Regions from separate parts of the Mus musculus genome. Here region 1 is linked to region 2. A link is a contact called in public Hi-C data. All regions are on one chromosome and are shown on one strand. Each heading gives the region's core, a stretch centred on a gene start, on an enhancer-like site or on the middle of the called end of the contact. The rest is flanking DNA. Distances are from core to core; before and after follow the strand shown. Region 1 has its middle 85 kb from the start of Lrrn1. Region 2 has its middle 61 kb from the start of Gm22418.

Region 1 (3,622 bases), core at 803-3,302, 380 kb before region 2:
AGAAAATGGAAAATAAAAGCATATTTCTTAGACAAACTAACAGATGTAAATAAAGTTCCTGATTTCTGATTGGTAAGGAGATAACCTGTATAGTACCCGTGGACCTGGCTTAGAGACCTTGACTTGATTCCAAGTAATCAGTATATATTGGAATGGTGAGAGATTACACAGGGTATTCAACCCATAAGTGTTTAATGACTCAATGAATTGAGCCTTCCATTTCTACAGTTTTAAGGTCATATCTTTAGTACTTAGAAGAATTTTGAAAAATATCAACATAAAATATTAAGCTTGGGTCACAGTTTCCTTCTGCTGCTGTTTTGTTTTATTCTAAGCAAGTGAATATTTATGGAAACCAACTCATTCAAATATTTATAAATAGCTTTGTGACCTTGAGCCAGCTTTCTCTTTGTTAGTTTGAGCCTCAGAGTCTTAGTTTCTTTCTCTGTTGCTGTGATAAAATGCTCTGACTACCATAACTTAAAGACCAAAGGGTTTATGTTAGCTTACTATTCTAGGTTATAGACCATCAAAACAGGCGTGTGAAGCAGCTGGCCACGTTCCATCTACAGTCAGGTGAAACAAGAAATGAATGATGTATACTGCTCCCTTTCTATAGTCATACAATTCAGGATTTGAGCTATACTCGGTGAGCGAATTGTCTTACATGAATTAATATCACCAAGACAATTCGCCCAGAGGCACATCTTCTACATGATTCTAGATTCTTCATGTTAACAGTTAAAATAATCCATCCATCCCACCCACTATCAGTAAAATGTTGAAGAAAGGAAGATTACACATAAGTAAATTTTCATTCAAAAGACCCAGGTATTATCAAAAGCATTCTAACCTACTGGTATGGTGCAATGAAAAGAATGCACTTGCTGATCATAATGGGGGAAGATATATGAGCTCCTGAATACTTCTCAAAGTTTGGCCTTTTGTATAAGCAACATTTCAGCATGATAGATTATTTTCTTAAGCAGCTATTGAAATATGAAACAATAGATAGGAAGTCTCACTTGTAGAGCTAACATTGGTTACTTACACACTCATTAGGACTTGTGCTTTTCCTAATGTTTTCATCTCCCATTGTGATGTCATCGTACATATTATTCCAGATAATGGCAATGATGACGCTTGTTTGGTCTGAGACAATCTAAGGTCTTTTTGATTGTTCTTTGTTGCTGAGTGGAAGCTGATGTCCTTAAGGCTTTTGCTTAAATAATTACAGTTATTAAAAGTCACGCTCCCAAGAGGAAGAAAACTCCCTCCTGCCTTTCTTTGTACTGCCTGCTGTAAACAACTTTACCATATGATGGACTTGACTTCAGATTCAAGTTCTACTCTTTTGATGGCTCTATGTTCATGAACATACAGTGTTCTTATTTGTGAGGTCAGGTTAAACACTATCTTCCTGGAGTACTGTTAAGCTTAAATATAACTATCTCTACCAGAACTCAGTTCCCTGTTTGAAGGAAGAATTTTATAGCTGTTAGGTACTTTTCTGGTCTTGTTCTTGCTCTTGCTGACTCATGTTGACTGAAGAATGCTGTCTGAGAATCTAGTTTGGTTCTAAACAGGGAATGAGCACAGTGGCCTAAGCCAGAAGACTTCCTTCAGGGATGCCAGGTGACCCTTTACTCATTGAGGGAAGAGCTTAGCTGTCTGCTGTACATATGGTCCGATAATTTTCACGATCCTTTGAGGACATGTCTTTCCTCCTAGGTTGGGACAGAGAGATGTTTCATCATCAGATGAGTCTCCCAGTCTTCAAAGAGCAGATGACAGAAATTATGTCCTACCATAGAACTCAGAAAGAGCTCCAAAGCCCTTAGCATTGCCTCTGCCTGCAGCCTCTAATGCTTCAGCTCTGCTCAGTCAGGCTTCACCTACTCCATCCTAGTTCTGTGGGCACAAACAAATAGTTGAACATATTTTTTTTTTCGTAGACAGACTGCTGCATCAGAAACCTTAGGGTCTCCTGTCCACCAGGGGATTCAGCAGTGCTTCCTGCACCCCTGCAAAGCACATTGCCTAATGCTCAAAGAACGCCACCTGCTCCAGCGCAGCAGCCAGCTTTCTGTCTCATCCTGGCCTTTCTGTTTGGACCAGTACAAGGGGTTTGCCAAGATTCAGTTGTGTCACTGCCCACTCCATTTGCTAGGACATTACAGATTTCAATGAAATGTTTCCCACACAGATTTGATGCAAGTGCAGAAAAAAGAGCTGTTGGTTCTGTGAATGCTTTAGAGATGGCAAGTCTGAGCTGCTAAAAAGTGACTTTTCACTTGCTTTGGATAAGGTAACTCCACCATCCTTGGGATAGAGGAAACTACAAAATGAGGCAGAGTCTACATTCAGGTCCATAGAGGACTGCTGCTTTAAAGCAGTTAAACCTGTGACTCAGAGCCAGTTATAATCTGAATTGTTTATGTAAAGTAAATGCCGATTCCTGTACCACCTTGTCAACCATACATCAAAGCTTTGGCATCAGGACTTACGTTATTGCTCAGGGGTACACACATGCATGCGCTTCAGTCTCAGTGTGAAGGTAGGATGGGAAGGGGTATTAGCTCAAAAAATGCTTCATTCCTCTGCCTTTACTAAAGACTTTGGTGTTAGTTTCATTCATATATTTCATTATAATAAAATTCATTACATATGAATCTTTTAAAAGTAGTTCCCAATTTGACCACTGTTTTCCATTAACTGATCACTTACGTACCCCAACACACGGAACGAGGAACATCATAACTTTCAAGATGTCCAGGTAGCCATCTCTCAAATTGGCTTGGGCATTTGCACTGTGCACAGCTCAAGCTATAGAAGGACTGGCTAGTGATGACAGTGGGCTGGGTAAATACGTTCACAAACTCTTAGGTTCCTTTGAGTTTGTGAAGTGAATCAAGTACCTATGGCTTAGAGTGTAGTCTACAAGAAAGAAATATATGTGAATAACATTCTATACTAGCTAGATTTGGGGATGATTTTTCATTCATTGTGTTCAGTTTTTCAGTAGCCCCTGTGAGGTAAGAATTATTGTACCTGTTTTATAGGTGAGGCTACTGAGGTTCACATAAGTTAACTTTGTTAGCATTTTTGTCTAGGCTCTGCCCCACAGTTACCTGGCAACATCTAGGGGTGCCTGGGTCACTATGAAAGGGGCTACATGCTCCCTTCAGGCTCTCTTGCCTTCTTGCTCTTCCTCTGTCCACTCGCCCCTTCCCCATCTCTCCCCATTTCCCTTCCCCCTCTCCCTTTATGTGCTCATGGCCAGAGTCTCCTCCTCCTCTTCCTTCTCCTCCTCCTCCGCTACCTCCTCTTCCTCCTTCTCCTCCTCTTCCTCCTTCTCCTCCTCTTCCTCCTTCTCCTCCTCTTCCTCCTCCTCCTCCTCCTCCTCTTCTTCTTCTTTTCTCTCTCTCTCTCTCTCTCTCTCTCTCTCTCTCTGCCTTCCTCTGTCTTTATTACCCTCTCAACTCCCCTCTTCGTGCCCTGAATAAACTCTTCTATACTGTACCTTCGTGTGGCTGGTCCCTCAGGGGGAAGGGATGCCTCAGCATGGGCTCACAGAGGTACCCCCTTTCCCCACACCTTACCACACCTCTACCAACCATAT
Region 2 (3,400 bases), core at 117-2,616:
ATGTATCAGAAGATGGCCTAGTTGGCCATCAGTGGAAAGAGAGGCCCATTGGTCTTGCAAACTTTATATGCCTCAGTACAGGGGAATGCTAGGACCAAGAAGAGGGAGTGCATGGGTAGGGGAGTGGGGGGGGGCATGGGGGACTTTTGAGATAGCATTGGAAATGTAAATGAAGAAAATACCTAATTAAAAAAAAAAGAATCACAGCATCTTATATACTACTTGCAGGGATGGTGCTCAGGGGACAACTGCCAAAGTCACCAGAGAGCTAAGTCAGACAATGTTGGCAAAGAGGACACAGGATACCTCAGACACAGCCTCTTTAGGACTGATAACCACAGCCCAAGGGGAAGAGCAATGTCCCCAGAAACTACAACCTTGACTCCTACAAGGCATCTGCCCCAGCATCACACAGACCTGGCCAAGTCTGTTCCTGGACAGGGACACAGAACTAAAGTTCCTTTTGTCCTTTTCATGGGGGCCTCTGAACATCTTAGGTTAGTCTGTCTTCTCAAGGTCTTGTTTTTCTCTGTGAGGGAAATAAAAGTGTGGTGGGGCCAGCATTAGTGGCAAAGAACCTAGATTCAAGGTTGGAGTCTGATATTTATTAGTGATAGGAAAGAAGATAACTGAAGTGAAGGAATTAAGCACTTAAGGACTGGGGATCTGAAAGGTGTCCGTGACCAAGAGCTCACTATGTGTCAGAGCTCTCAATTGGGTAGGATGGACATTCCTACAGGAATCCCAGAGGCTCTGGTGGCTGAAGCATAGTGAACTGTTTAGAGCATCGAAGGTAAGAATAGAAAGGGGCAAGACAAGCATAGGTGGGGACTGGAGCATGTATTCACATTACACTGAGAAACAGGTGTGATTTGCATTCTGGCTACTGTAACAATTGCAGATAATTACAGTCAGGTGTGAAGGAGTAAAACAAAAAGCTCTTAGTCACCACTTGCTTGCACAGATCATTTAGACTCAAGAGAAAGCAGCTAGGAAACATGAGTATGGGTGCTGAGATACAAAGCAATGACAAAGAAAGATGTTGGCGCCGCTTTGGATAAAAGGAAGTGATGGGAAGAAATGCTGTATTGGCTTAGGTGTTGGGGTCAGGTTGGGTACAGGATCAGAAAGACAAATTTCTAGAATTATAATGGGGGCAGGACTTGTTGCACTCGATGTTGTGCTGTGCCTTCAATAATATATCAAATGCTGCTCTATAAAGAGTAGACTCGAGCATAAGAAGCTAGAGGCTTGCATCCCACACACCCTCGAAAGAAGAGAAATTGTAATTTAGCTCACCTAACAGAGCTGGCAAAGAAGGAGGGAGCAGGTGTGTGCCCCTGAGCAGAAGTGATATTTTGGCAAGGGAAGACATAAAACTGGGGCTCCAGATCCATCTTGCTGACCTTGTACAATATGTTCTCCTGAGCAGAGGGGAAGAAATAAGGTCATTGGATAAAGGCCAGAGATGATGTAACAAAAAAAATCTCTTCCGATACCACTTCCACTCTTGCTGACAATGATCAGAAAGCAAATTTGAAAAGCAGAGAACTATTTCTATTTTATTGCATTCTTAAGAAAAAAAAAAAAAAACAAAACAGGCTTACCCAAGAGCCTACATCTTACCTTATGAAAGCCTACTGTGTGATACAGTTACTGTTGATTTAGGGAGCTGAGAGTTTCTTGAGACACAAATATTAATATAATCTTCACAGAAATAACTGGCCACTGATTGGTCCTAGAAGGAGAAGCTATATCATACTGTGACCGTATCTAAGGTAATTCTTGACCTGATAAGATCATAGATTTGAGCCCTGAAGTTGTCACTAACTTGATGGAAGAGTACCTTAGGGAAAAGTGTTTGATCAGGATATGGAATGTTTTATTAGGGTTTGCTTTTGTAATGTGTTTCCCACTGCTGAATGTGATGCCCTCAGTATAAAGTTGACCCAGTGACCATAGAATAGAACCACAGAGAGCTGTAAGTGAATGACAGTGTAAGGTCAGGCCTTCTTGTTCTGCCAGATGTCTGTTTCACCAAGTGTGCCCATGCCAGCCTTGAACTTAAAGTTCTCCTGCCTCATCCTTCTAAGTCTGGGAGTGTAGGTGTACACTTTGATGCTCTGCTGCTTACTATCTTAAAAAAGGACACAGCGGGATTCATGTAAATATTAGTAGCAAATACAAGCATTGGGTAAGGAATTTTGAGAGGAAGGTCATGGTTGCCTCTGCATCTGTGAATATCAGACTCCCAGCAGATTTTGGAGCTATAGTTGGCATTTTTGAAAATGTTAGTAACTATTGCTGAGGTAATTTGAATGGCAAATCTTTTCTGTAGGTTCAGGTATTTGTACACCTAGTCACTTACTTGGGGGTGATGCTTGGAGACCTTGCTGGACAAAGTATGTCACAGAGGGATGAGCCTTGAGATATAGCCTCCTATCACTTCCAGTTCACTCTCTCTGCTTTGTGGTTGTAGGTGTTATGAGCTCTCAGCTTCCTGCTCCTCACCTGCCACTTCCTGTTGTGCCTTCCCAACATGATCATCTGCACAGAACTGTAAGCCCAAATAAGCTCTTCCTTTTGTAAGTTGCTTATGGTGGTGGTATTTTAGCACAGTAGGTGCAGAGTAACTGAGAGAGTTGGTGTTTAGAATTTTTATTGCTACCTTGGCACTTATGAGATTAGCTGGGAAATACACCTTCTCAGCTTTCTTGAAAGTCACTTCTCAAGTCTGTTCTCTCTGTGAGGTTATAAACAGCGGGGATTCTCGTCATGAATTATTTATTCAGTATATCTATCCAGGTCTTGACATACTACAGATAGTATGCAGGCATGTGGATATAATGTAACGGCTGAGATAGAATATAGATGACTACAATTAAGTCAGGATTTTTTTTTCCTTGCAAGGAAATCAGAATATAGAAGTCTGTGTGTATGCACATGTGTGTGTGTGTGTGTGTGTGTGTGTGTGTGTGTGTGTGTGTATGTGTACCTGTGTACATGCAGAGGCCAGGGGGCAATGTTGAGTGTCTTTGTTGATTGCTCCCATTGAGAGAGGATCTCTTACTTAATTGTGGAACTCACTGATTGCCTATCCTGGCTGGATAGTGAGCCACTGGGATCCTCCTGTCTCTATCCCACAATGCTAGAATTACAAACCTATGCTGTCATGCCTGGCTTCTATATAGGTACTGGGAATCTAAACTCAAATGTTTTACCCACTGATCCAGCCTCTCAGAAGAGAATTTTTTAAATTATTCATAGTTTTAGCTTGGTGTAGCTCTGGTATACCTGAATTTAGGTTTCTATGGCTTAATTAAATAACATGAATCATTTAGCAGCATTGCTCCAATTCTAGTTACCACAGTATATAAACTGTGGCTGACTGTAGATTCAT

Evidence for each region. A called contact is a pair of places that touch in the nucleus more often than the background predicts.
Region 1: a contact with region 2 is called in a Hi-C map of cerebellum, with 1.8 times the contacts expected there. The contact joins two enhancer-like sites.

What each region holds. Positions count from the first base shown.
Region 1 is chr6:107,443,006-107,446,627 of GRCm38.p6, reverse strand. No RefSeq gene overlaps it. Among named protein-coding and RNA genes, the nearest start is that of Lrrn1, 85 kb to the left of the region's middle. Within about 2 kb of position 2,052, at least 6 of the 459 cell types and tissues checked have an H3K27ac peak or open chromatin away from gene starts, as enhancers often do. A contact at or near this core is called in cerebellum, where this site is marked.
Region 2 is chr6:107,061,032-107,064,431 of GRCm38.p6, reverse strand. No RefSeq gene overlaps it. Among named protein-coding and RNA genes, the nearest start is that of Gm22418, 61 kb to the right of the region's middle. Within about 2 kb of position 1,366, at least 4 of the 459 cell types and tissues checked have an H3K27ac peak or open chromatin away from gene starts, as enhancers often do. A contact at or near this core is called in cerebellum, where this site is marked.